Linked DNA regions of Mus musculus: regions 2, 3, 4, 5, 6 and 7 are each linked to region 1. The links are chromatin contacts, called in public Micro-C and promoter capture Hi-C maps. All regions are on one chromosome and are shown on one strand. The core of a region is the stretch at or near the end of the contact, and the rest is flanking DNA. Distances in the headings are between cores, read along the strand shown.

Region 1 (3,711 bases), core at 690-3,189:
CCTATCTCAGGAACTAAGGTGGAACCCGCAGTATGGCTCAGCTGGGAAAGGGACTCACCTAGCAAGCTTGACTCCCTGTGTTTGGTCCCAGAACCTATGTAAAAAGGCAGAGGGAAAGCTCTCTCCGAGGAAGATACCCCACACTGACCTCTGAGCTCCACTTGCACCCCTACTATAGTTAATGCTCTCTAGAGGAACAGAGTGAATGCATATTTAGGCTTTACTACTTCACCTTTCACAGTAAGGTCTGTATCCCTCTGAAGAGGCTGAAAACCCAGGACCTAGTTAGTGTATAAGGCTGGGTGCCTTAGCAATCCTAGGCTGGTACAGGAGGTGTGGGGAGCCCCTGGTCTTCAGTCCACATGGGAAGGCTAAAGAAACTGGGTTCTGATGGTAACAAAGGATGGTAGGGACAACCACAAACTCACCTTTGGAAGGTTTCCCTTCCACCCCTCCTAACTGGGCTAGGACCCACATTTAGGCTGAGGCTTCCTAAGTCACATAGCCCGATCAAGAGAAGAAAAAACTTTATTCAGGGTACAAACACACACAAAATGAGACAGCAATAAGAGTCACGTGTTAGGTAATTAAAATGTTTTATGCCAAAAGAACACACTTATGTTTTGATAGAAATGAAAAGGTTTAAAGGAAACTAATTGGAACTTGTTTTCAGTCTAGTCACAGAGGCTAGCCATTTATCGTCCTGCTTAGTGATTATAATTTCCTGTTTATGTACTTGACGCTATAGTCCTAGTTGTTTCCAAGGCAGTAAGCGGTATGACAAAAGTCTTCAATGGTACTTCATAAAAGGTTACAATTTGTAACTGCATTACATAAAAGTGTTTGATATTTATAGTCAATTTATACACTGTATATGTGTTGTACTACTTAACCTTGATAGTTAACAGAATCCAACATCACAAAGCAAAAGTTGATCTATACACTTCTGTAAGAGCATAGTCTAAGAGGCAGAAGGATTCCAAGTTTGTGGCCACCCTAGGCTACGTAGGGAGTCTCTGTCTTCAAAACAATAACAAACGCTACAGGTTGTATCTCTCATCTTCCGCCTCTTTGGAACTCTTTCTTTGGGATGCTAATTTGAACAGCACGCTGGAGTCTGAGTGTATAGTCGTTATAACGACAGAGTAACCGAAGCACAGAAGAGGAAACAGCTCTCCGAAGGCAGAAAGGTCAGTTATCCGAAGAACTCTGAACCTGAAAAAACAGTCCGGACGGAAGTGCAACTTAAAAGCACAGGCTAAGCACAGGCGAGCTGCAAAATGCAAGTTATTCTGTTAGCTTGAACAGGCAGGGGTGGGGTGGGTTAGGGGGAGTAGACTGCACATGTGAATAAGGATGTCAGCCTGCCCCTCTCTCTGAGCGCTGGTAACAGAGAGGATCTGTGCCATTTGGTAGCTGGGAGGATCTTTGTGGGGTCTTTGTGAGGACGACAGGAGAGTGAGGCTAGATAAGGAGCCGGGTTGCAGGGCAGTAGTAAGCGAAGAAATGTGGCTTGTTGGGCCTCCCTGGTTGCCTTGGCGACGGGGTAGGGGAGCGGGGAGCACGTAGCAGTCCGGGGGCGTGGTCTTACAGGCTGCCTGCCCCGCCCCCTCACGGGCAGCGCTCTCTCAGGCCCCGCCCCTCTTCTTCTGCCTCAGCCTCCCCTCTCCCCTCTCCCCTCTCCGGTCCAGCCCTCCTCCTCACGCCCCGCCTTTTCTCGTACCTCAGCCTTCCGGCTTCTCTCACGCCCCGCCCTCCTTACGCCCCGCCCTTCCCTCACACCCCGCCCCCTTTCTCCCTAAGTTCCTCGCCGCCAACCGTCAGACCGGGCTTGCGCTCCGCAGAAGCAGGGAGCTCGAGGCCTCGAGGTGGCCGGTCGGGTGCCGTGGTAAGGTAGCTGCGCGGGGTCGCGGTCTCGGGTGCAGTGAGAGCCGACAGGGTCTCGCAGGTGCGGCCGCGGCCCCCGCGGACATGCGGCCGGTCTCTTAGGGCTAGGTGTTGTTAGCAGGTATGCGGACGGAGTGCGCCTCGGGGTACAGGGAAGGGTCGTTCTCCTTGAGGACCTGGATCGACTCCTGTTCCTTCTGGAACTTTCCATGGCCTTATGGTCACACGTGGAAGCAGCCCAATCACTTTGTACAGCTGTTTTCCACTTTGTACACTGTCCCTGTTCTCCAGGGGCAGTGGCGGGAAACCTGGGTCTTCGTGACTGCAGAGTCACTTGCAGAATTCTTTGAGTCCAACAGGACTGCTCCCTGCTCACTTTTGTTCCGGCCTGGCTCCTGGGAATCTCTGGAAGAGATGGGAAACTGTGGGGACAGACAGTGGAGTCTCGGGCTGTCACCAGTATTTCGTCCCACATGAGACTGTGTGACTGTAGCCTCTTGATAATCCACTTCAGGTCCTAGACTTTCCACCTCAGCAACAGCCTCCTTTCCCACAACACTTGCAGAAGTCCCCAATTGAGCGGTCCTAGGCATTGCTCCTGTTAAATGTCAGGTTGGCTTTAAGGTCACGGGAATGCAGAAAACAAGTAAGTGGTGTGGGCTGTTCCTCGGTGTGTTTTGGCTGATAACTACATAAGAAAAAAAGGTCCAGAGTGTTGAATCTTCCCAGAGGGTGAGTTAGACAGGGCTGCTAATGTGTGTATACCTATGGTCTATGGGAGTGGGAAAGTTGAGGCAGAGATCTGAAATGCCAACCTCTGTGCCACGTTTTTCATTTTTTTAAAGATGTATTTTTATTTTATGTTAATTTAGTATTTTGCCTGCCTGTGTGTAAGGGCACCATGTGGGTGCCTGATGCCTGTGGTGGCTAGAAGGGGTTGTGGGATTCCCTGGAACTGGACTTACAGAAGGTTTTGAGCAGCCATGCAGGTGCTGGGACCTGGACACTGGCAGCAAGTGCTCTAAGGCCTAGCCATCATTCCAGTCCCATATTTTAAATTTTAATACAGTTATCTATTCATTTTAGTTGAGTGTGAACTACATTTAGAGGCTGTTTACCCTCTAAATGTAGTTGTTAAAGATTTATTTGATGTATCTACAAGGCCTTTGCTTGCTGTTTTAGTTTCGGGGGTGACTCTGTTCTTCTGTATTAGAGTGATCCACTTTAAAACTCTAGAATCTAAAGCTGGTGTGGTGGTGCACACCTTGAATTCTAGCACTCAGGAGGCAGAGGCAGGCAGATCTCTGTGAGGTCTCCATAGAGAGCTCCAGGCCAGCCAGGGCTATGTAGAGAGACCCTGACTTAAAATACAAAAACAAACAAACCTATAGCATCCATTTAAAAGGGCCTTTTTCGAAACCACCTATCCCCAGAGGGCATGGGGTTAACTGTATGGCCTTACAAGCCAAATACTGGCCACCTAAAAAGTTAGCTCTTAATCTCTGGAGCCTGGAAGTGTCTTTGAGAAAGGTTTTGCATATGTGACTTAAATCAAGAATTTGTTTTTAAATTTTGGATTTATTTTTGTGTATGAGTGTTTTGCCTGCATGTATGTATGTATGTATGCCATGTTAGTGTTTGTTGCTCACAGAGGTCAGAAAAGGGCATCAGATTTCCTGGAACTGTAGTTACTGATGGTGGTATATATACTATCATGTGGGTGCTGGGAACCAAACCCAGATCCTCTGCAAGAGCAATGCGTGCTCTTAACTATGGAATCATCTCTAGCCTCAATGCCAACATCTTGGAAGGGAGGGATCATCT
Region 2 (3,711 bases), core at 693-3,192, 450 kb before region 1:
TTGATGGCTCCTCCCAGCTTCCTCCTCTCTCCAGCTTCCTACTCACTTAAACCATATACTAATTCATGAGTCATCGCAACAGACATATTCACGAACCACAGTAAAATCCGATGCATTCGGCCAGAGAGACTGGTGACTCCTCAGTCACCACGGAGGGGAGAACGGTGATAAGTTGCTTTGTGTTCCATCCACCAGCGCGGGGAAGCACAGGGAATCAGTTCAGAGCTGAAGGAAGCTGCTCGGTGAACGCCACAACACTTAGAAAAGAACACGAGTTCCTCCACTTCTTAAAAAGAATTCTTCTCTTTACTATTACGAGTATGAGTGTTTGCCTGCGCATATGCATTGGCATCCTGTGTGTGTCTGGTTCTCAAAGAGGCCAGAGAGGTGGTTGGCTCCCCTGGAACTGGAGTTACAGGTGATTGTGAGTTGCCATGTGGGTGGTGGGGACCGAACCGGAGTTCGGTGCTCTAACAGTTAGTTGAGCCATCTTTCTGGCCCCATGTTTTTTTAACTAACCAAAGAAGCAAAAAGAGAAGGTCCAACATTTCCCTTGAACGAGGCACAGAAAGCCATACACCATTTTCTACTACGCCAGAACTTAAACGCACTAGCAAAGGCCAGCAGGATCTCCGAGGCTGCCACACCATCCACCCTTCAGGGTGTCAGTGGAATCCTCCTTCCTCAGGCAAGGAACAGTCACGGCTACAGGCAGATCCAGCCCTTAAGAAAAATCTGCTTCATTCCCTGTGAAGCGGATGGTTTGGACCTCTATTTCACAGATGGGGAAACCAAACTCACTTAAATGGCAAAGCCAGAGTCTAAACCAGTTTTACCCGATTCCCAACACTCACACCTTACACTGCACAATTAAAATCAGATCTTCTCAAAGGATACCCACTTCTGCAGCGCCCCACATGGCACCTGTGCATCCTGTAAGCAGAACACCACATTCTTCAGTGAGCGTCTCTCACTTCCTTATATTTATATATTCCTTACAGATGCCCACCATATCTGTAAACTAACAGTACACTACATTTTCATACTTGTCGACGTCCCAGAAGAGTATTTCTTGGTTTTTGTTTGTTTCAAAACAGAGTTTTTCTGTGTAGCCCTGCCTGTCCTGGAACTCACTCTGTAGATGAGGCTGGCCTTGAACTCACAGAGATCCACCTGCATCTGCCTCCAGAGTGCTGGAATTAAAGGAGTGCACCACTACCGACTAGCCACGTGTCTCCCAAATTCAGGAATCCAGTGTTTCTTACTCATCTTACTTTGAACTTTACCTACTATAATACAAACCACCTATTTAAAAAAAAAAGGCTATATGTTTACAGACAGTGAATGGCAGAGAGTACATCGTCACAAAGTCTATACAACCTGCCTTGCCCAACAGAATACAAGGTAGGATACAGGGAGAGGACCCACAGCGATTGGTATGGACTGAACTGCATCAAGCATACGATAGGGGTCAAGTGTAAATGGGGCTTTGAAAAGTGGGAGAAAACCAGTATGTGACCGCTCTAGACATATGCTTTAGTAAGGACTCCTCCAATGCTCGGCCCCCGACTGTTGTGTAAGGAGTAAGTAACAAACAAGCGCAGCAAAATCCTTGTCACCATGGAATCAGCAGCCCTAGGGAGTCTCTAAAGCCAGTTCTCAGTAGCCTTTTATAAACAAGAGTAGCACAGATATATGCTGACCGTAGTAGAGCACTGGGAGTATTGCACTCTCCTCTGAGACGGAGGACTTCGAAGGCTCCTAGTCATACTCCACAGACCCCAGGCAGCTTAGATGGAGAGAACAGTGCATGCTAAGGGCAGGGTCCCAGCAGGCAGGAAGAGAGCAGCGAAGCTGAGGAGGGCCCACAGCTGTTGCTGGAATGGGTTCCTTACTGTGCCCACACACAGAAAGCTGGGGGCTGGGATGAGAGTGCACACAAATAATCTCAGGCCTCCAGAGGCTGAGGCAAGAGGAATGTGAGTTCAAGGCCAATCTGAGCTACACGTGGCCCTGATCCCCCAAAAACAAACAAAAGCTAAAAAGGAGTAAAAATTATAACTTGTAAGTGATGGAGCAGCTTGTGGCAACCATGCTCACTCTCACTCACGCAAGCTCACCAAGGTGCCTCTCTTCTCTTGAGTGAAGCAAGAGCAAGCAGTGGCAGAGAGGAAAGAAAAGGGCGAGGTCAATAAGCAGACTGATGCAAACCACATGGCTAAGCAGGGAAATTCCTATCACATCCTCTGCTTCCACCAGACCCCACGGATGAACAGCACAGAGGTGTGGCCAAGCCCCTCTGGGCAGTAAGGAGAACAACTATCCAGACTCCTACCTCCCACATGGAAGAAACCGCCACCTCATCAAGTTAATAAAGAAAAAGAAAAGAAGGGAGGTCCAGAGTCATTCCCACATTCTGTTGGAGGAGGAGAGAAGGATGTTCACTACTTGGTGCATACAGGCATGCACACGGACAGACAGGCGCGTGCACACACACAAACACACACAAACACAGGTTTGCTGATGGAACATTATTATACAATTCTGAGCTTACATAAAAAAAAAAAAACAAACCTATAGGGTTGACAAGATGGTTCAGTAGATAAAGTCACTTGCCACAGAAGCCTATTGACCTGGGTTCAATTCCCAGGACCCATGTAAAGACAGAAGGAAAGAACCAACTCCATGACTTACACTCGTGTTCTCCCATCAAGTACACACATATGCACAATAATAATAAATTTAAAAGAAAAAAAGAAAAATTTTGTTGCTAGTAATATTTTACTCCCATGAACACTTATGTTCCTACAGCCTGGGCTAGCTTGGGCTAGCCTGGGCTTAGTGGTGTTTCTTTTAAGTTGTTTCAGTTGATAATTTATTTACCTAGGCTCCCATTTCTGCAGCCATTTTAATTCACTCACATTCTTTTACATGCACTTTCCTGCCGCTCACAATTGGGAACAAAGTTCAAGGGGACAGCCACTAGGGAACCAACACAGAACTGCGTTTATCTGCCTGCAATCCATCCCCGGAGCCCTTACAAGAACTTGCCCAGGCTTTGGAAATCGCATCCAGGTGTCATCTAACTTAAGCATTAATATTTTCCCATAAGAGCAGTGCAAAAAATGGAAGCATATTTTAAAACCAACTTTAAATAAATTTCAAATCACACATTTACATAACATGGTATAAGCTTGCCAGTGAAAATCAGCCGTCATTCTCTCGAGCCTTTTCCCACACTTTCCATTCCTCTCCCACCAAACACTTCCTTTAGAATACTGGACTCTTCCACCTCAGTCCACACGAGACTGTGTAGCTGGGCCTACCTCACGCAAAACAAATAGGCACAAGAAGGAAGCTAGGTCCACCACTGTGCTCCACAGCCAAAAATCTCCCAAGGCTTTCCAGTGCTGACCCTGCAGTCAGCTTCACCACCATCATCACCATCACCACAATCACCATCATCATCACAACCACCACCATCACCATCATGTTGGAAATACTACAGATTGAACCCAGGGCCTCATGGTAGCAGTGAAGTATCCACCTGAGGTACGGACTACTCAAAACATTTACTATCATCCCTCTGGCCTTTAGTCTCATCATCCATAAGAGGGACCAAGAGGAAAGAAAGAAAACTGTACTCTGTTCTTAAGCTACTTTCCATGGTCCTATAGGAGATGTAGTCTCCAAAAGCCTATATGTGAAGTC
Region 3 (3,711 bases), core at 601-3,100, 390 kb before region 1:
TGGGTGCCCAGTAATTACACTCAGTTCTCACAGTACCTGTGGGTTGCACAGGCCACACAGGTCAGGACCCACATGGTAGACACCAGCCTGGGTAATCCTAGGGGTGATCCATGGTGCTTACTAATCAGTGTGGCTATCAACTCGGGGTTCCGGAGACTCTGCTTCAGGATTGAGGACTAACTCACTCACTGGATCCTACATGTGCTGAGCACCATCCTATTGTAAATGATACAACTGAAAAATAGCCACATGAGGCAGGCGAATTTCTGAGTTTGAGGCCAGCCTGGTCTACAGAGTGAGTTCCAGGACAGCCAGGGATACACAGAGAAACCCTGTCTCAAAACAACAACAACAAAACAGCCACATGTTTGACTTGTGCTGTTGTTTCCTTGGTTTCTCTTACTGTTGCTGCTGTTGTTGTTGTTGTTGTTATTCTGAGACAGGGAATCTTGTAGCCCAGGCTGGACATAAACGTGTTATATAGAGGAGGTTAGGCAGGAACTTTTGCTCCCCTACCTCTGCTGGGATAACAGGTAAATGCACCATGCCCAGCTTTGGAAGCAGTCTCATATTAAAGATGATTTGGGTGAAGTCTGAAGGAGAGGTGTGACCAAGCCCACTCAATCAACAGGTTCTCCCATGTGGGAGTGAGGATTAAAAAGAAAAAAGACAGTTAGACAACATTGTAGCGTGACCCCAGTCAATTCTGAGACTGAAGGCAAATTTTTATTTTCCAATCCACTTTTTATACAATTTTAATTACATGCAAGTATTTTGGGCAAGCAGTACAATAAGGAACTAACAAAGCAGCAAATGATTACTCCCATGACAGTTGTTTAAAAGGGCTTGTCATAGACGCACGCCTTTAATCCCAGCACTCAGGAAGCAGAGACAGGCAGATTTCTGAGTCCAAAGCCAGCCTGGTCTACCAAGTGAGTTCCAGGACTATACAGAGAAACCCTGTCTGTGGGGGCGGGAGTTGGGGGGAAGGCTTGTCATAATAACCAAAATACTTGAGCCCGCTTCCTCGTCCAAGCCCAAAATCTTGCCTGAAGCCTAGTTCTTTGTCCTTAGCCAGTGTCAGACTCCTGCCAAGCGGTACCCCAAAAGGCTTTCCACAGAGGTGGGAGCTCTGTCCTTGGTGTGTGCCCCCTCCCATGTCACATGTAATCAACTGGGATAACTATTAATCATGTGACTCAATTCATTCTCTGGCCCCACTTTCTTCCCTAGAATTGGAAGGAGATGTTATAATGTCACTGAAATGTCACTGCAGACTCATGTCTTGGGACATTTGGCCTCTGGCTGGTGGTGCTTGTTGGTTTGGAAGGTTATGGAACATTTGGAGCTAGGGACCTAGCTGTGGACTTAGGCTTCTTGCGAATGGGTCTTGGGTTTGGTTCTGCTTCTGGCCCATTTCTTTGCTTTCTAATCCACTAAAATGTGAGTAGCAGTGAAGTAGAAACTTCTGGTTTCATTGGAAAGTCAGTTGTGTAGGATGATGTTTTGCTAAAGCAAGCACATCAAAAGATGTGTGATGGATCCTTTGCTAATTACATGCATGTATTGGTTTGCCTTACATTTGTATTACTGGACTCTGTTTTTTGTGATTCCATAGAGAGAAACGCACAAGAAAACAACAACAACAACAACAACAACAACAACAACAAACCTCTGGTGGTGTTCTTGCTGCTTCTGTGGACTTGAGCCAACTGTTAGCTGATAGAGACTCATGTGGAGTTTTGCTAAGACAGGCTTGCTAAGGCAAGACCCATGGAGGACACCTGATGTTTGAAGGGACTATAACTAGGATTCAGTGGACCGTGCGGAAGCTTGGATATCTAGCTTTGCAATGCTTCTTGATCTCAAGTCTTTACTTAGCTTCACTTGGTTCCTTGGATACAGGAACCAAGGAACAGCCAGGGACAGGATCCTTCCCATTTCTGTCTGCATCCTGTGCCACAGCTCTCCTTACCCAAATTTCTCCCAGAGAAAACTGATCTCTCAGGAGTACTGACACATAGGCACAGAGAGAGGCACAGCAAAGAACTTCTCCTAGTATAATCCCTCCTGCTGAGTCATGCCAATTTGGCTGAGGCCTGGCTGTTTCTGCTAGGTCATGCCACCGCTGCTGATTCCTGTTTGCTATCTCAACACTACTGAACTGCACTGCTGGGTATATCCGTGAAGTGTTTGTGAGTGGATCAAGCCACTGACGCTGAATCTTATGAATTGAACTGCTGATTTCCTGACAATGTAGATGGGATTTGCGCCAAAGAACAATTTCTAAACAGGTCTACTTCCCCCATATCCTAATAACCTTTCTTTTCCACTACCTCTGGTGGGTGGTGGACTAGAAGGGAGGTTAAATCATTTAAGAAGCCTTATTAAAAGTAGTTTTGAAAGAAATCTAAGCTTACAGAGGAGATACCACCTAAGGCTCCCACAAGTTCTGACAAGTACACTCCATTCGCCCAGATGAACTCTGTCTCCTGAAACCGTCAGGTGTTTTGTCACAGTGACAAGAAAAGCAGCTAGTTAATGGGAGTTGACATCTCCAGCCCTCTAGTCATGTTCTCCATCTTCCTGGTGTGACTAGCACCTTGCTGAGCCCACCTAAAGGTCTATTCTGAGTCACTAAATTAGAACATGTTCAAAAGACATTAGGAATGACCAAGGACACACCTGTTACTACAGAATTTGCAAGGTTTTTAGGAGAAACCAGAGACCAAGACTAAATAGAGATAGATGGTTTTGTTATATCATAAGCTTGGAGCTGATCCTGTGCCACAGCACCCAGAGCAGATCCTGAGACAAAGCACTCCATACCCAAATACCGCTGGGAGAGAGTGAGTCTCTGAGGAGTGTGGACAAGCTTGTGAGCATAGGTAAGACCATCACTTCTGCTCCGATGGAGCCGCTCAGAGACCTCAGGATACAGGAACCAAGGAACAGCCAGGGACAGGATCCTTCCCATTTCTGTCTGCACGCCATGCCACAGCTCTCCTTACCCAAATTTCTCCCAGAGAAAACTGGTCTCTCAGGAGTACTGACACATAGGCTTGCAGGAGGGACAAGCCACAGGCAGAGGCAGCAAGACCAGCTAACACCAGAGATAACCAGATGGTGAGAGGCAAGGACAAGAACATAAGCAACACAAACCAAGGCTACTTGGCATCATCAGAAACCAGTTCTCCCACCACAGTGAGCCCTGGATACTCCAACACACCAGAATAGCAAGACTCTGATTTAAAATCACATCTCATGATGTTGATAGGGGACTTTAAGAAGGACATAAATAACTCCCTTAAAGAAATACAGGAGAACACAACCAAACAGGTGAAGGAATTGAACAAAACCTTCCAGCATCTAAAAATGGAAATAGAAACAGTAAAAAAAATCACAAAGGGAGAAAACCCTGGAGGTAGAAAACCTAGGAAAGAGATCAAAAGTCATAGATGCAACCAAGTATCACCAACAGAATACAAGAGATAGAAGACAGGCCAGGCGTGGTGGTGCACACCTTTAATCCCAGCACTCGGGAGGCAGAGGCAGGTGGATTTCTGAGTTCGGGGCCAGCCTGGTCTACAAAGTGAGTTCCAGGACAGCCAGGGCTATACAGAGAAACCCTGTCTCAAAAAACAACAACAACAACAACAACAACAAAAAACAAACAAACAAACAAACAAACAAAAAGAGAGAGATAGAAGA
Region 4 (3,711 bases), core at 484-2,983, 370 kb before region 1:
CAGAAACAGTCCTTCTTTCTGACCTAGATAATTTAAAGCCAAGGAGTCCAAGTCCTTCATGGAAAAGTACCAGGGTTCTGTTGGGATTTAAATGAAACACTGCTGGTGTGGCCTATCTGACAGACTGTCAACTGATCAGTGGCAGTGACAGAGGGCTTGCCTAGCACAAATGAGTACCTGAGTTTGATCCCCCAATGCTGGGGTAGGGGGATGGAGGGTGACCATACCAAAACATTGTTGACAGTTGCAGGACCAACATACTCGAGATATTCTTAGTGAAAAATCTGGAACTGTAAAGTGAAGTAAAAGGAGAGGAGAAAATAGAGAATTTATCGCTAGAAACGTGGCAGTCATGGGAGGCTGCAGAGACACAGACATTTGGGGTGGCTGTTAGGGAAGGTGGGGAGGGAAGGCTGCAACGAGGCTGTGCAGAAGACAAAGGGGCTTGAGGCTACAAGAGATAGGTACTGTTGACAGTATGCAAATCAACTCAAGATAAAGAAGAAAGAGAGTCACCCAGACCAGACAGAAATGTAGGGCTTTATGGATGAAGTGTGCTGCTGTGGCTTAACTCTTCCCTCTTCAAAGGGGGCTAAAGAAAAACTTGAATCAGGGTGGACTCAGCAGCCCTTCAACAGACCAAGAGAGTCTAGCGTCCCCTTTCCTGGGGTGGAATCAAATCCTCGTCGCGATTTCAACATTTTAAATGTGTGGAGGAAAACTTGCATTCTCAAAGCAAAGACTTCACAAAGAAGTCAACATGAAACAGATGGAGCGAATCTCTTCTCTTCACAAATCTTAGACTAAATTAAAAAAAAATAACTCTGGGTATCAAATACCTTAGCTAAGGAGATAATTCCTCTGGATTTTGGCTTCCTAGGAAATGACCTCTCTGATAGCGAATCCTCCCCCAACACCTCTGGCACTGAGCATTGTAATATAAGACAATGATGCCGGAAAATGAAAGGCAAAACCCAACCTTCGTCTGTAGCTTTCAGAGTGATTTCGCTCTCAGTACAGACTTAGGCAGGTGTGTCTGAACTCCTTGAAGAGAATGTCCTGGGAGCCGCCTTCTCAGTATCTTGTTATCGACAAACTAAAAGAGATTTGGTTTGGATCTCGGTGGGTTTTTTTTTTCCGGATCCCGCCGGATTCTGCAATTGGGAACCCCGAGCCCCTCCCCAGACCGAGCTAATAAAGAGAAACAGCGGGGAGCCAATCTATTGGACCCTGACCCGTGAAGACTCTAGCTGTAACTCGTGCCGCGGGGAGAGAGGGACCTAGTCGACCTCCCTCTGCTTTAGTTTCTAGCCTGGCGGGCACTCTGAGGGACAGCCAGTCGCCTACCTGCCTGACATCTCCCAGGCCTCGGGGTAGCTGCGCGCCCGGGAGAGCTGTTCCCCTCCGGCTCAGTTCGCCCTCGGCCTCACCTCCCACGCTGCCCGCGACTGTGACCAGCCTGACTCACCCCGGACGGGTGGCGGGGGTTGGGGGATACTTCAGAAGGCGGAGGTACTGGAGGCGGGCTGAGCCCTTCCCCCAGAGCCCAGGAGGAGGCGTAGCCAGAGCGCAGGTGAAACCGACTCCGACCTATCCCGGGAACTTTCGCTGCGGGGACTCGCTGCGACAGGCCAGCGTCGTTCAGGGGCGGCCCAGGAGCCGCCCCCTGCCACCAGGGTTGCGCGCGGGGACTCTGCCTGGGCACCCGCCCCTAGGGACCCTCGGCCCTCCTGGAGCGCCCTGGGGATGCGGGCGGCGCCGGCCTCCGCGGCTGATGGAGGCGGGTGGCGCCACCCTGGGCGCAGGTGACACTCTCCAGGCCTGGGTTTCGGTCGAAGGGGAAGTGCGCTGGGAGCTCGAGACGCAGCCGCCCCAGGGACTAAGGACCCAGCAGCGATGGCCGGAGAGCTGAGCCAGGAGGCACTGCTGGACTTTCTGTGCCAGGCCGGGGGCCGAGTGCGTAACGCAGAGCTGCTGAGCCACTTCAAGAGCTTCCTGCGCGACCCTCACGTGTCTCCAGGCCAGCTGCAGGAGCGTCGCGAGCGCTTCAAGGGCTTCGTGAACTCGGTGGCCGCAGTGCGCCAGGACCCCGACGGCACCAAGTACGTGGTGCTCAAGAGGAGGTACAGGGACCTACTGGGGGAGGAGGGCCTGCAGCGACCGGGCCCTGTAGATGGAAAGCCGCGGGGCCACCGCCGCCGTGACCCGGAGCCGCAGAAGCCGCCGGCAGGTGCGGGGACCCAGGTGGACGTAGGTGGCAGCGCGCAGAAGGTGGCCGGGCCAGACCCCAGCCCGGAGGACAGCCCGAACCAGAGGACACCGGAGCCAGAGGCTGCTCAAGCCAGAGGCAGGTGTGCGGCTGTGGGGACGCGAGGACGCTGCTGCTGGGAGTGCCAGCAGAACGGCTGGGGACAGTCCACCGGACAGCCGCTGCCAGAAGATCTCGGAGACCCTGCAGTCGCCTGCGAGAAGCCGGAGCGCGCTGCACCTGCCCGGGATGACCTCGGAGCTCCGGGGTGGCTGAGGGAAGGAGAGGCCGCCGAGCACGCGCCTGGATCTGTACCGCCTGTCTGGCCTCCGACCGCCGTCGAGGCTGCTGGCAGCCCGACGTCCCCGCCTGCTCTCCCGCCCCACCCGGCGCCCTCCAGAGAGCCACTGGAGCTGTTTACCGCCGGCTCCCCGAACCATTCAACCCAGCAGCTGCAGCAACAGCACCAGCGCACTCAAGAGTGGGTAGCCAGATACCTGCAGGTGCCTGAGCCCGAGATCCAGGCGCCCACTCGCGCCTGGTCGGTGTTGCCAGACAACTTCCTCCAGCTACCTTCAGAAACCGCCTTTGGGGTCTCGGAGACCAGCTCGGCGCTGCCAGAGCCCGCTCTGTCTTTTCATTCTCTCCTTCCCGTGGTTCTCGATGAGTCCTCAGAATCCTGGCCAGGGAACGCTCCATCTACCGTCTTTCGAAGCATTCGTTGTCAGCTGTCCCTCCAGGATCTGAATGACTTTGTGGAGCAAGAGAGCCATGGAAGTGAGGAGAGCAGCAGTGGACCCAAAGAATCTCCCGGAACCCCCGAAGAGGGGCTGCAACCTGTCTTGAGAACTTCCTCCTGGGGGGAGCTCAGGGATCCAGTTGAGGATCTGTTTTTGCCACCAAACGACAGCCCTTGCCTGATCCGGCGGGACCTCGGATATAGAGGGAATGCGCCCAGTTTTCGGAAGGTCCCAACAGTGGCTAAAAGCCTTGGAGACCACCCCCAAGAGCCCTTCCCTGCCCTCAAGTTCCGAAGGTCTGTCAGGAGGAGCTCTCGAACAGGAAGAACCAAATCTCCTTCTTCCTCAGACGAGGAGCATCCTGATGAGGACTTGTGGAAAAGGAGTCGGCGCCCACCTCGGTCCAGGAAACCTTCCAAGGCAGGAGCCCTGCCCAGCCCAAGGGTGGATGCTGTTTTGGTACAGAAATTGGCAGATGCTAATGCTGTGGCCAGTCAGCCACACTCTTCATGGATCCCAAGCAGGGATGGATCTGCAGCCTTGATACCCCACAGACCTTCTGAGCACAGGTCCCCCCTTGTCCCTCTAGACACCAGGGAGCATGAGTGGATTGTGAGGCTTGCCAGTGGTTCCTGGCTTCACGTGCTGACTTTGTTCTGGGAGGACCCCCAGCTGGCTTTGCACAGAGACTTCCTGACTGGGTACACAGCCTTGCACTGGATA
Region 5 (3,711 bases), core at 826-3,325, 340 kb before region 1:
ATAATCGTTATTAACTAACACAGGCTGAGTGTTGGTTGGCTTTGGGTGTGTTAGGAAGCTCAGCATGCCGCTGTTTTTGTTTTTGATTTTTCAGAGCTGAGGATCGAACCCAGGACCTTGTGCTTGCTAAGCAAGCGCTCTCTACCTCTGAGCTAAATCCCCAACCCCGCGGCTGTCTCTTTTATAAGATCTGTCACTTGATGAGGACCCACTGTCTAGTTTGCAGATGGTGTCATCCGTGTCCTCAGATGGTTGAAGGGTGAGTGAGTTCAGTTCCCTTGGGCATACCCCATGGTTTAATCGAATCCACGAAGATCCTGCCTCTGCACATTGGGGATTACAATTTCAACACAAAATTATTGGAGAGGCATAAACATTCAGATCACTGTGAAGAAATGGAGGGACTATGAAAACTTGATTCCATCTTGCTTTTTGGGTTTTGTTTTGTTTGTTTTGTTTTTTCATAAAATTCTTTTAAGTACGGGTGCTGAAGAGATTGCTCGTGGTTAAGAGTGATTCCTGGCTTGGCAGGGGACACTTCCATTGTCAGCAGACACATCGCATAGCTTCCAGCTGCCTAGAATTTAGTTCCAGAGGATCTGACACCCTCTTCTGGCCTTTAAGGATAACATATAACAATGTCTCTGGCTATAAGCCTACAATCTTCTGCTTTAATGAATCCACCCAATGAATATTTACTAAGCACATATTCTATAATATGCTATGGTTTGCTTTTTGTTTTCTTACCTTGGGATACACACACAAAAAGACCAAAGTTCAAACTATTTTTATTTTATGTGTGTGAATATTTTGCCTTCATTTATTTGCGTGTGCCACCTGTGTGCCTGATGCCCAGAGCGACTGGAAGAGGGCATCAGATCCTCAGAACTGCTGTTACAGAGGCTTTGCAAGCACCATGTTGATCAGGGAAACAAAACCTGGGTTTTTTTCAAGAGCAGCAAGTGCTCTTAACCACTGACCTATCTCCCCAGCCCTGCAAAAGATAAGAAGTCTGTCCTTGTGAGGTTAACCTTCCAGGAGGGTGTAAGCTTGTGCACCAATACCCAGATGTCCCTTTGGACTCTGTCCCTGTAGCCACTCCTTGCCCTTCATTCTCTGGATGCTACTGTCCAGTGTTGGACTGATTTGCCATCCTTACACATCTTCTTCTTGACTCCAGCTGGGAGAATGGGGAGCGAAATTTTAAGGGAGTTTTAGTTATGTCAGAAGCCTTCCTGTGTCCTGAAGCTCCTTACTTAGCTAAAAGTGGATATTATGTTGCCAACTGTGAAAGTCTGGACACTAATGAAGAACATAGAAAGGTGTCCCTTCTGTCTCCAACCAGCAGAAAAGAGCGACAACACAGCGTTCTTCTCAAAGCAGTTTATTCAGGAACCTTTCAACATGCAAGCAGGAATCTCCCTCTAGCCCCCAATCGCAATCCCTTATATAACCCCTCAACCACGCCCCATCAGACCAGTCCGCGTAATCTCAGTTCATTGGCCTTCGTCAAATGGCCTGATCTTGCGTCATGGTGCGTCTGCGCAGCTCTCACGATGGACATGGCTTATTTTCCAGTGTATGAGGAAGTCAGGTGCAAGTCATAAGACTTGGCTGCAGTCCTGGGCGCCATTTTAGGACTACTGCTGCACCCGCTCCCCACAGAAAGGCATTTTGGAGCTGGTGAGATGGTTCAGCATGTAAGAGCACTGACTGCTCTTTCAAAGGTCGTGAGTTCAAATCCCAGTGACCACATGGTGGCTCTCAACCACCCATAATGAAATCTGGTGCCCTCTTCTGGTACTTATTTATATTTATAATAATAAATAAATCTTTGGGCCAGAGCAAGTGGAGTTGACCAGAGTAGAGGTCCTAAACTCAATTCCCAACAACCACATGAAGGCTCACAACCATCTGTACAGGTACAGTGTACTCATGTACAATCAATCAATCAATCTTTTTTTTTTTTTAAAGCATTTCCAAATCCTTTGATCCAGTTCTTTGCTCTCACCCCAGACAGGGGCTGATGCAACCTTTTCCAGATTTACTAGCTGCCTCTAATGTTGTCAAATAAAACATTCTGGCTTTTTAAGGTGGGAACAAATGCTAGGTACCTTATCACCTGAGTGGGGATAGGTAGGTAGGGTGTGTTTTTGTAAGATAGGAGAAGTGTGTGAAATAAAGGACATGTTCTCTGGTTTCATTTTGATTTTTAGCTCCCAGGAAAGCTCTCTGGTATGGTTGGTCTCTCTTCTTGCATGGAACTTGAGTGACAGTGAGTGGTGGCAGAGCAAGCATGCTAGTGTGTCACTTGACCCATCTAACAGGCAAATGTGTGTTTAAGGAATAACTGCTGTTGGACAGGGTAGTATAATAGTCGGATATGATACATGGTTACACAGCAAGCTTTGGCAACAAATAACAAATGCTCACCTTCTTATGTCAAGTAACTGTACTTGTAAGAACTTATCCTGATGCAATCTTATAGTTACACAAAGAACTATGCAGACAGATCTTATCTTCCAGTCATTTATGATAATGAAAATCAATGTGAATTTTCCTTACCATAAAATCGGTTAATGCACAAAGTGAGACTTGTGCATTAGAATATGAGTCATTAAAATTATATTTAAAGGACTGGAGAGGTGGCTTGGTGATTAAGAGCCTTGACTGCTCTTCCAGAGGTCCTGAGTTCAATTCCCAGCAACCACATGGTAGCTCACAACCATCTGTAATGGGATCTGATGCCCTCTTCTGGTGTGTCTGAAGACAACTATAGTGTAATCATATATGTATATGTATGTATCTTAATTATATTTAATGATTAATAATTTTAACTCAAGTGATGAATTCATGGGGTTTACTATGATATTGTTCATATTTGGGGATACAGTTGATATTTTCCACAATGAAAAATAAAAGCATGTTTATCTTTAGAATGTTTACATTGAAAGCTGGGCAGTGGTGGCACATGCCTTTAATCGCACACTCAGGTGGCAGAGGCAGGAGAATCTCTGTGAGTTCAAGGCCAGCTTGGTCTACAGACTGAGTTCCAGGACAATCATGGCTATGCAGAGAAACCCTGTCTCAAGAGAAAATGTTCATAAAGCATCACTAAGGAAAAACAGGTTATCAGACTGTAGAAGTCAGGTAGTTTCCATAGGATTCCAAATGTGTAAAACAGACAAACATATCTGATATAGACACACATACCCACATATATACATATATACATCCCTTAAAATGTGATTCATATAGTGGTGACTTGAGTGAGAGTGGCCTCCATAGGCTTATATGTGTGAATGCTTGGTCCTCTGGTTCTGGCACTGTATGGGAAGGATTAGGAGGTGTGGCCTCATTGGATGAGGTGTGCAACTGGGGGCTGGGCTTTGAGGTTTAAAAAACCTATGCCTTTCCCAATCAGTTCATGGTTCCCTGCTTCCCTGCCTGTGTTCATAGGTCAAATGTAAGTTTTCAGCTGCTACTCCAGCCCCGTGCCTGCATATTGCCATGCTCTCTGCCCTCATGGTCATGAACTCTACTACACTTTGGAACCATAAGCCCCAAATTAAATGGCTTCTTATACATTGCCCTGATCATGGTGTCTTATCACAGTAGTAGAAAAGAAACTAAGAAACACATATAAAGCATATTCATTTTACGTACATGTATCTTTTGTGGGGGAGGGGGTTGAGACAGGGTTTCTCTGTA
Region 6 (3,711 bases), core at 633-3,132, 310 kb before region 1:
TTCCTGGATTTCACGGCTACTTGGAAAGCTGAGATGGACAGATTTTGAGCCCAGGAGTTCGGGGCATGTGGACAACACAATAAGGAAATACATTTGCTACACTTAACCTGCTAAATGTAGTTTAGTATCACAGGGCATTGCAGAGTGCTGACTGTTTCCTTGTGTTTCTGTATTATAGCTGCCTTGGAAAGCCCAGCCCAGGGAAAGGCCAAAGTCAAAGTGTGTGTTCTACTGAGTGCACATTGCACCACCATGAAGTCAGGAAGTCTATTGCTTAATAGACCAGTCAGGGACCATCTATTGTTTAATATATAAAATCACCTGCTCTTCAACATAAGTCTATGAATATTGTGCCCATTTCATAGATGGTCTGACTAAGACACAGGATTCTGGTAACTTTGGGTTTGAGTGGGCTGTCTAGTTACAAACCTATGTTGTAAATAGAGGAGTCATTTTGGAATGGGGGTGAAATGGAATGATGCAAAGGAGATGGGGTCTAAGGACTTCAGAATTTGGGGAGCATTTCCCTTGGGACTTGTGGAATTGTTAGGAACCTTGTGTGGAGCCTGGGGTGTCTTTGCTTTTATTTGCAGGTAGTTGACAGCAGGACACCCTCAAAGTTCGGCTGTGTTTTGGTCACCATGGTTCAATACTATGCAATAGCCAGAGTTTCAGTTTTGGTTGCATCAATCTTCTCTACTGTCTTCAGGATGCAGAGGCTGTGTGTGGACACAAAGGGGCCACTTTGTTCTGGTATCTTTGTTCAGAATCAGATTTGGGTTGGGGGCAGAGACAGGAGTGCACACTTGAGCAATCAGGCACAAAACAGAGTTGATTAGGCACAGCTTGCCCAAGTGTGATCAACTACTGGAGTTTCAACATGACTCAGAATTAAAGGAATGACTCTCTAAGGATGGAATTTAAAGCTTGCAAGATGGGTCAGTGGGTAAAAGGACTTGCAGCTAAGCCCGACCACAGGAGTGTGATTCCCCAGGACCTGGAGTAGGAGAGAGCTCACTCCTGCAAGCTGCTCCCTCTTGACTTCAGCACTCTCACACATGTGAGAGTATATATGCATGAGGAAACACACATTAAATAAATTTATAAGATAGGTGATTGATAGCTTGATGTGTGTGTGTGTGTGTGTGTGTGTGTGTGTGTGTGTGTGTGTGTGTGTGAGAGAGAGAGAGAGAGAGAGAGAGAGAGTTTGAATATGCTTGGCCAGGGAGTGGCACTATTTGGAGGTGTGGCCTTGTTGGAATAGGTGTGTCACTGTGAGCATGGGCTTTAAGCCCCTCTCCTAGGTGCCTGAAAGTCAGTCTTCCACTAGCAGCCTTCAGATGAAGATGTAGAACTCTCAGCTCCTCCTGCACCATGTCTGCCTGGATGCTGCCATGCTCCTGCCTTGATGATAATGGACTGAACCTCTGAACCTGTAAGCCAGCCCCAATTAAATGTTGTCCTTTATAAGAGTTGCCTTGGTTATGGTGTCTCTTCACAGCAGTAAAACCCTAACTAATAGAGATATAGAGACAGAGATAGAGATAGAACTGGGGGCTGGAGAGATGGCTTACCAGTAAAGAGCACTTGCTGCTCTTGCAAAGGATCTGGGTTTGGTTCCAGCACCCATGTGGCAGCTGGCAACTGTCCCTAACAACAGATGATCTGGCGCCCTCTTCTGGCCTTTGAGAGAATTGGGCTTGCACAGAGTGCACATGCACACAAGTAGGCAAAACATTCATGCACATAAAATAAATCTTTAAAAAAAAGAAGAAAAGGTAGACTTCAACTTGGAGGTCAAGCAGGAGGGAGAGAGAGAATGTCCTCCCCTGCCACGTTGTCATTGTCCTCTGAGGTCAGCTGTTACATATTCCCAGTGTTTGTTTTTTCCACTTTCTGTACAGATGTGGAGGCCGTTCCCCTCTCACCGAGGTTCCCACAACATACTAGGAAGCATATAACATATCACAGACATGCCAGAAGTAACCGAATATTGTATGACAACACATGGACTCAGTGTCTAGTCTCTTCAGCATTTCATTGTCTTGTTTTAGCATTAATACAGCGGGGATGGAGAGCCCTCTACTCCACCCAACCATCAGTTGTTTTCAATTATGGATGCACTTTCAAGAAATAGAGGTTATTTCCTTAATTCCTCAGCAGCCTGCCATTAGGAAAAACAGAGTTCAGTGTTTGGTTAGGGTTAAGCTTTTGTTCTGCTTTCACGTGGCATTTAGATGCAGTGAGAAACACATCTCTTGAGTGTATGCTCTCAATTTTCCCAAAAACATTTCTAATGAAAAAAGATTCAAATGTACATGAAGCTGGAAGAAGTTTTACAACAGCTGTATTAGTCATAATATAGATTTACTCTACACATTTTATTATATTTGCTATAATACCCATCCATACTTCTCTCTTTTTAGATTTTTAGGCAGTTTAAATACTTTATCCCTGTGAAATACTTCAGCATGGATGATATTAGGGACATTTCTTATGGTTTTCTTTCACATGATACAACATTTGCATGATAGTAGTAAAATGCACATCTTGTGTTCCTTGAGATATTTGCTCTTGGGGGTTGAGCTCGGGACTCCATTGTGCTAAAACAGTTGTTCTCCCATGGCTACACCCCAGTCCTTCCATGAGTTCTGAGGAGCCCCTACCAAGGTGCAGAACAATCAATCCCCCCATGCCCCCCCCAACACAGGATCTACCCTACAGTGTTCCCACCTACTCCTTGCCCAGTTGCCCCACAGACAATTCTGGGTTTTTCTACCATACATTTGATTTACAAAGGACATCACACAGTCTCATTACTCTTGTGTGAAAGACTCACACAAGACTCATTACTCTTGTGTGAAAGACACACACAAGACTCAGCATTATTTTTGAAGCACCTTGCATGTTTGATTCCCTCAAAGGCCAGAAGAGGGCACCAGATCCTCTAAAGTTAGGAACAGTTGCCAGCTGTCATGTGGGTGCTAGAATTGAACCCAGGTCCTCTGCAAGAGCAGCAAGTGCTCTTTACTGTTAAACCATCTCTCCAGCCCCAGATTTATTTATTCTTCCTTCCTTCCTTCCTTCCTTCCTTCCTTCCTTCCTTCCTTCCTTCCTATCTATCTATCATCAATCTATCATCTGTCTTTTTTTTCTTTTTTAATTGGATATTTTATTTACATTTCAAATGTTATCCCCTTTCCTGGTTTCCCCTCTGAAAACCCCCTCCCCCTATCCCTTCCCTCTATCCCTTCCCCTGCTCACCAACCCACCCACTCCCACTTCCTGGTCCTGGCATTCCCCTACACTGGATCATTGAGCCCTCACAGGACCAAGGACCTCTCTTCCCACTGATGCCCGACAAGGCCATTCTCTGCTACATATGCGGCTGAAGCCATGAGTCTCTCCATGTGTATTCTTTGGTTTGTGGTTTAGTCTCTGGGACTATCTATCTATCTATCATTAATCATCATCTATCTATCTACCATCTATCAATCATCTATCTCAATTTTGTTTAATGTGCCTTTACTCATGCATATAGGTTGTATCAGCAGTCTATGTCTTTTTCTCTCTTGTCCTTGCAGTCTTGGGAACTTCAGCTAGGCCCTCTTACATGTCAGACATGTTCTCTGCCATTGGTTATAGCCCCAGCCCTTATGTTTTGTTCTTGTTGGGACATTAGTCTTCATTATAGAATGGACTAAGTGATTC
Region 7 (3,711 bases), core at 574-3,073, 290 kb after region 1:
TTTACTGCTTTTAAATATTGAACTGCAAATAACACGATAAAATTTCTGCCAGTAAAAAGATAAACCAGGGAATAGCCGTTACTTAGTTTATATAACAAACATGGAATCAACACTGGCATTATCTGGAGAACACACGATATGGCCAGAATATTTATTTACATGGAAATGCCGTGTAGTATTAGCTGTAGGCAAGGTTAAAAGTACCATATTTTTAATTAAATTATACACAAAGAGAGAGAAACCACCTAGGCTATCTACACAATCCCCCAAGAGTTGATCCCTTTGAGTGAGGGAGTTTGTGGTTGAATTTTTCTGTCTTCTTTGCTTAATTTAAATTTTCTACACTTACCACATGTGTAACCTGCAAAATAAAGGAAAAGCTGCTTCCAACAAGTTCATTTGCCTATTCTGGCTCCTCTCAGTCTGCAGAGATGCCTCAGGCTGTGTTACAGGGTTCCCAGCCCAGGGAGCGAGCATGCTTCCCGTTCCCTTCATTACCTGGAAGATGTCCATTAGAACTGCGGCTGCCAGCAGCGTGGTGACCATTTCAAAATGTCCCATCTTCATTTTTCACGTCTGGATTAGAATGAAAAACGTTAATTCAGTAAACTTAACAAAGAGGGTTTAGGGAAACGGAACTGGATAAGGTGATGTTGCATATTTTTTCATTCTGGATAGATATTGTGATAGTCGCAGTGATTATCAAATACATTCCTATGACTATAAGAGGCATTCAATGTTATCCAGGTGTCTAACAGTTTGTTCTAGAGATGTCAATGCAAAACTGCAGAGAACTTTAGTGCTTCCAAGTCTACTTCCACATAACTCTAGACAGACCTCTCCCTCCAGAGAGACCTTTTCCTCCCAATCTCTAAATGTCCCCTGAGCACTCACAGGAAACAACACAAACTAAAACCACCATGCTCTCATTCTCACTCCCAGTTTCTAAGAATGGTCTAGAAACTTTCCCATGTGAAGCTTCCGCTCTTCCGTTCGCTTTGCAAGTTAGAGCATGCCCACTTGGGTGGGAGCGGAGACATGAGGTCAGCAGCAGTACAAAGCTGTTCGCCTGAGGTGACCTCCCTCCTCCAACTCTTCACAATCAACACAAGCCAGAGGTCGAGCCAGTGTGGAATGTCCTGACGATAGGAACAGACTCAGGAGCCCTTCGAAGGCAGTGATTCTAACAAGATTCTATCATTGTCCTGGCTGGGCGCCCAATACCCATTCCGGTATTTGTGGCAGCGTAAGGGATAGACAGGAGGGCAAGAATCCTCACTGGCTGAAGCTATCCGGAGCCATTAACCGACTCAACCAGTGACACAGGTTGTTAGCCTCCGGTCTCTCACATACATAATGCTCCAGCAAAGCTGCTGCCATTGCTGTAACTCAAATGAAGCCTCTATTTTCCTGTATTTTTTTTTAACCAAACATCATCATCTGGATTCTGAATGAGATAATAAACAGCATAGGGGAAGGAAGGGCAGTCTTTCTTGTTGTAATCCATCCAGGTCCCAGGTTCCTGTCTTCAAAAGCAGTCCTTTTATCTAAAGCTATTAAAATATCTGTAGTTATTTTAAGATGCTACTCTGTGTCAAACTTCCCTCTCAAAAAGTCTAAGGAATACCCATGGGCAGCACGTGCCAAGCCAGCCGTGGGCCAGGGTTTCCCTGGTCTTCCTTTCTGCAGTTTGGGTGCAAATAAATCAAAATGTTTACCTGGCGTTTGTGCCTCTGCAGGAAGTTTAAATGATGCCCTGTCTCACACCGGATTCCCACTCTGCTGTGGAGAACTTCCCTCCAGGATAGGATGTTGTTGACAGTGAGCTGCCTGGGAATGCTTTTCTTTTTATAACACCCCTAGTGGTAGCTTGGCAGTGGCTCATTAGTCAACTTCTGCCCTGCTATTTATATCCGGTCGGTCGCCACACTCTGCCCTGGAACCACTGCTGTTAACACTAAGTCTCCAAGAGGTCTGTGAATCCACAGCAATGTCCCCCGCCACAGAGCATGCTCAGTTCTGAACCCAGCCCTGGACTCCTTTGGAGCAGTGTGTGTGTGTGTGTGTGTGTGTGTGTGTGTGTGTGTGTGTGTAGTTGGGGGAATGGGACTGGGTGGGTAGGGTGGCGGGGTGGTCAGTTCCCAACAACTGAGCCTTTGACACTCATATGCTAGAGGGAAGGCTGGACTGTCCTCTATTAGATGACACCCACAGCAAGGGGGCTCACTTGTTAAACACTGTCAACAGTGATGGTTATCACCACTCAACCAGCTGACTGCGGTTCAGGTACTGCGCCAGGCACTGAGACACACAAACAAGCTGAGCACAGTACTGAAGCTGGTTTGGCAGTCACTACTATGTGTGTGTCCCCAGACCCAATCAGGTAACAACTGCTCAGGATAAACGAAGGCCAATGAAAGTCCAACCGAGAACACTGGCAGGAAGGAAGCTGGGGATGCCAGCATCTAGAACACTCTTTGAACAAGGACAGATGCTGGCTGGTTTTCTGTCGCCTTGATGCCAGCTAGAGTCATTTGGCAAGAGGGCACCTCAATTGAGAAAACACACCCCCCACCCCTGGCCCCCTGGGCTGGAGAGATGGCTCAGAGGTTAAGAGCACTGACTGCTCTTCCAGAGGTCCTGAGTTCAATTCCCAGCAAATCACATGGTGGCTCACAACCATTCATTCCTAATGGGATCTGATGCCCTCTTCTGGTGTGTCTGAAGACAGCTAAAGTGTAGTCATATAAACAAATCTATGAGAGAGAGAGAGAGAGAGAGAGAGAGAGAGAGAGAGAGAGAGAGAGAGAATGAGAGAGAGATCCCATTAGCCTAGTACAATTCATTGGTTGGGGAAGATCCAGCTCATTGTGGGTGTGGTCCCACAATGAAAGCCGACTGAGCAAGCCATGAGGAAACTGGTAAGCAGCCCTCTTTCATGGCCTCTGCATCAGTTCCTGCCTCTAGGTTCCTGCCCTGCTTGAGTTCTCGCTCTAACCTCCCTTAGAGATGAACAAGATGACCCCAGGTTGCTTTTGGTCACAGTGTTTTTTCCATTTCGTTTTCTGAGACAGGGTTCCTCACTGAACCTAAAATGACTTTGCTAGGCTGGGTGGCAAGTGAGCTCCAGGGACCCTCTTGGCTTCTGATTTCTATGTGGGCTGGGGATCTGAATTCAGAACTTCTCACTTACAAGGCAAGCATTTTCTATCTCCCATGCTCTCATTTTTTTTAAATAAGAAATTTGTCTTGGGGGCTTGAGCTAAGGCTCAGCAATGGAAAATACTGGCTTGAACCCACATGGCAGCTGTTTGAACGAGAATGGCCCCAACAGGCTCCTGTATTTGAATGCTTAATCCCAAGTTGTTGGAGCTATTTGGGAAAGACTAGGATGTGTGGCCTTATTGGAGGGGGTGTGTCACTGGGGACGGGCTTTGAGTTTTCAAAAGCCCACACTCCAGGCCCTGTCTCTGTCTCTTTCATGCTCGTAGCTCAGAGGTAAGCTCTCAGCTACTGCTTCAGCACCATGACTGGCTGCTGGCTGCCAGGACTGCCGCCATGGACTTCAACCCTCTGGAACCACGAGCCCCAAATCAATGTTTTCTCTCATTCATTGCTGTGGTCATGGTGCTTTGTCACTGAGGAAAAATGTAACTATGACAGCCATAGTTACAACCATTTGTTACTGACGTCGCAGAGGATCTGGCGCCC

The links. Promoter capture Hi-C pulls out the DNA fragments that hold promoters and counts their contacts. A called contact is a pair of places that touch in the nucleus more often than the background predicts.
Region 2: a contact with region 1 is called in a promoter capture Hi-C map of second pharyngeal arch cranial neural crest. The contact joins the enhancer-like site here to the promoter of Ccdc158 in region 1. A contact is called at or near these places in 11 of 39 promoter capture datasets (3T3-L1-derived adipocytes, the SN4741 cell line, cranial neural crest and 5 more), 6 of 115 datasets of contacts at active chromatin or transcription factors (embryonic basal ganglia, embryonic forebrain, embryonic hindbrain and 3 more) and 3 of 9 other capture datasets (embryonic stem cells, embryonic tail and embryonic trunk).
Region 3: a promoter capture Hi-C map of liver shows a contact between it and region 1, with 3 times the contacts expected there. The contact joins the enhancer-like site here to the promoter of Ccdc158 in region 1. A contact is called at or near these places in 13 of 39 promoter capture datasets (3T3-L1-derived adipocytes, the HPC-7 cell line, HPC-7-derived erythroid cells and 7 more) and 1 of 9 other capture datasets (liver).
Region 4: a contact with region 1 is called in a promoter capture Hi-C map of liver. The contact joins the promoter of Sowahb here to the promoter of Ccdc158 in region 1. A contact is called at or near these places in 16 of 39 promoter capture datasets (the 3T3-L1 cell line, the HPC-7 cell line, HPC-7-derived erythroid cells and 9 more), 6 of 484 Hi-C or Micro-C datasets (the HL-1 cell line, embryonic stem cells and nephron progenitors), 4 of 115 datasets of contacts at active chromatin or transcription factors (embryonic forebrain, embryonic stem cells and stem cell-derived neural progenitor cells) and 2 of 9 other capture datasets (embryonic stem cells and pancreatic islet).
Region 5: a contact with region 1 is called in a promoter capture Hi-C map of liver. The contact joins the enhancer-like site here to the promoter of Ccdc158 in region 1. A contact is called at or near these places in 16 of 39 promoter capture datasets (the 3T3-L1 cell line, 3T3-L1-derived adipocytes, the C10 cell line and 9 more), 1 of 484 Hi-C or Micro-C datasets (embryonic stem cells), 6 of 115 datasets of contacts at active chromatin or transcription factors (embryonic basal ganglia, embryonic stem cells, epiblast stem cells and 1 more) and 2 of 9 other capture datasets (adipose tissue and embryonic stem cells).
Region 6: a contact with region 1 is called in a Micro-C map of granulosa cells, with 2.1 times the contacts expected there. The contact joins the enhancer-like site here to the promoter of Ccdc158 in region 1. A contact is called at or near these places in 25 of 39 promoter capture datasets (the 3T3-L1 cell line, 3T3-L1-derived adipocytes, the C10 cell line and 15 more), 5 of 15 datasets of contacts at CTCF or cohesin (embryonic stem cells, large pre-B cells, pro-B cells and 1 more), 33 of 484 Hi-C or Micro-C datasets (the G1E-ER4 cell line, the HL-1 cell line, Th1 cells and 7 more), 11 of 115 datasets of contacts at active chromatin or transcription factors (embryonic hindbrain, embryonic limb bud, embryonic stem cells and 1 more) and 5 of 9 other capture datasets (adipose tissue, embryonic stem cells, embryonic tail and 2 more).
Region 7: a contact with region 1 is called in a promoter capture Hi-C map of embryonic stem cells. The contact joins the promoter of Art3 here to the promoter of Ccdc158 in region 1. A contact is called at or near these places in 9 of 39 promoter capture datasets (cranial neural crest, embryonic stem cells, liver and 4 more), 1 of 484 Hi-C or Micro-C datasets (B cells), 3 of 115 datasets of contacts at active chromatin or transcription factors (all in embryonic stem cells) and 3 of 9 other capture datasets (adipose tissue, macrophages and pancreatic islet).

What each region holds. Positions count from the first base shown.
Region 1 is chr5:92,673,355-92,677,065 of GRCm38.p6, reverse strand. It overlaps Ccdc158 (coiled-coil domain containing 158), which reads left to right and starts at 1,939. Exons shown (of 25, transcript NM_001360018.1): 1 at 1,939-2,008.
Region 2 is chr5:93,122,747-93,126,457 of GRCm38.p6, reverse strand. All of the region lies in intron 1 of Septin11 (septin 11), which reads right to left. Among named protein-coding and RNA genes, the nearest start is that of Septin11, 31 kb to the right of the region's middle. Within about 2 kb of position 1,942, at least 39 of the 459 cell types and tissues checked have an H3K27ac peak or open chromatin away from gene starts, as enhancers often do. A contact at or near this core is called in second pharyngeal arch cranial neural crest, where this site is marked.
Region 3 is chr5:93,059,445-93,063,155 of GRCm38.p6, reverse strand. No RefSeq gene overlaps it. Among named protein-coding and RNA genes, the nearest start is that of Gm22915, 13 kb to the left of the region's middle. Within about 2 kb of position 1,850, at least 8 of the 459 cell types and tissues checked have an H3K27ac peak or open chromatin away from gene starts, as enhancers often do.
Region 4 is chr5:93,043,044-93,046,754 of GRCm38.p6, reverse strand. It overlaps Sowahb (sosondowah ankyrin repeat domain family member B), which reads left to right and starts at 1,733. Exons shown (of 1, transcript NM_175270.4): 1 at 1,733-3,711. The coding sequence starts at 1,897.
Region 5 is chr5:93,014,750-93,018,460 of GRCm38.p6, reverse strand. No RefSeq gene overlaps it. Among named protein-coding and RNA genes, the nearest start is that of Gm25521, 3.5 kb to the right of the region's middle. Within about 2 kb of position 2,075, at least 4 of the 459 cell types and tissues checked have an H3K27ac peak or open chromatin away from gene starts, as enhancers often do. A contact at or near this core is called in liver, where this site is marked.
Region 6 is chr5:92,982,087-92,985,797 of GRCm38.p6, reverse strand. No RefSeq gene overlaps it. Among named protein-coding and RNA genes, the nearest start is that of Gm36764, 25 kb to the left of the region's middle. Within about 2 kb of position 1,882, at least 32 of the 459 cell types and tissues checked have an H3K27ac peak or open chromatin away from gene starts, as enhancers often do. A contact at or near this core is called in granulosa cells, where this site is marked.
Region 7 is chr5:92,384,999-92,388,709 of GRCm38.p6, reverse strand. It overlaps Art3 (ADP-ribosyltransferase 3), which reads right to left and starts at 1,823. Exons shown (of 10, transcript NM_001370591.1): 1 at 1,719-1,823; 2 at 499-576. The coding sequence starts at 567.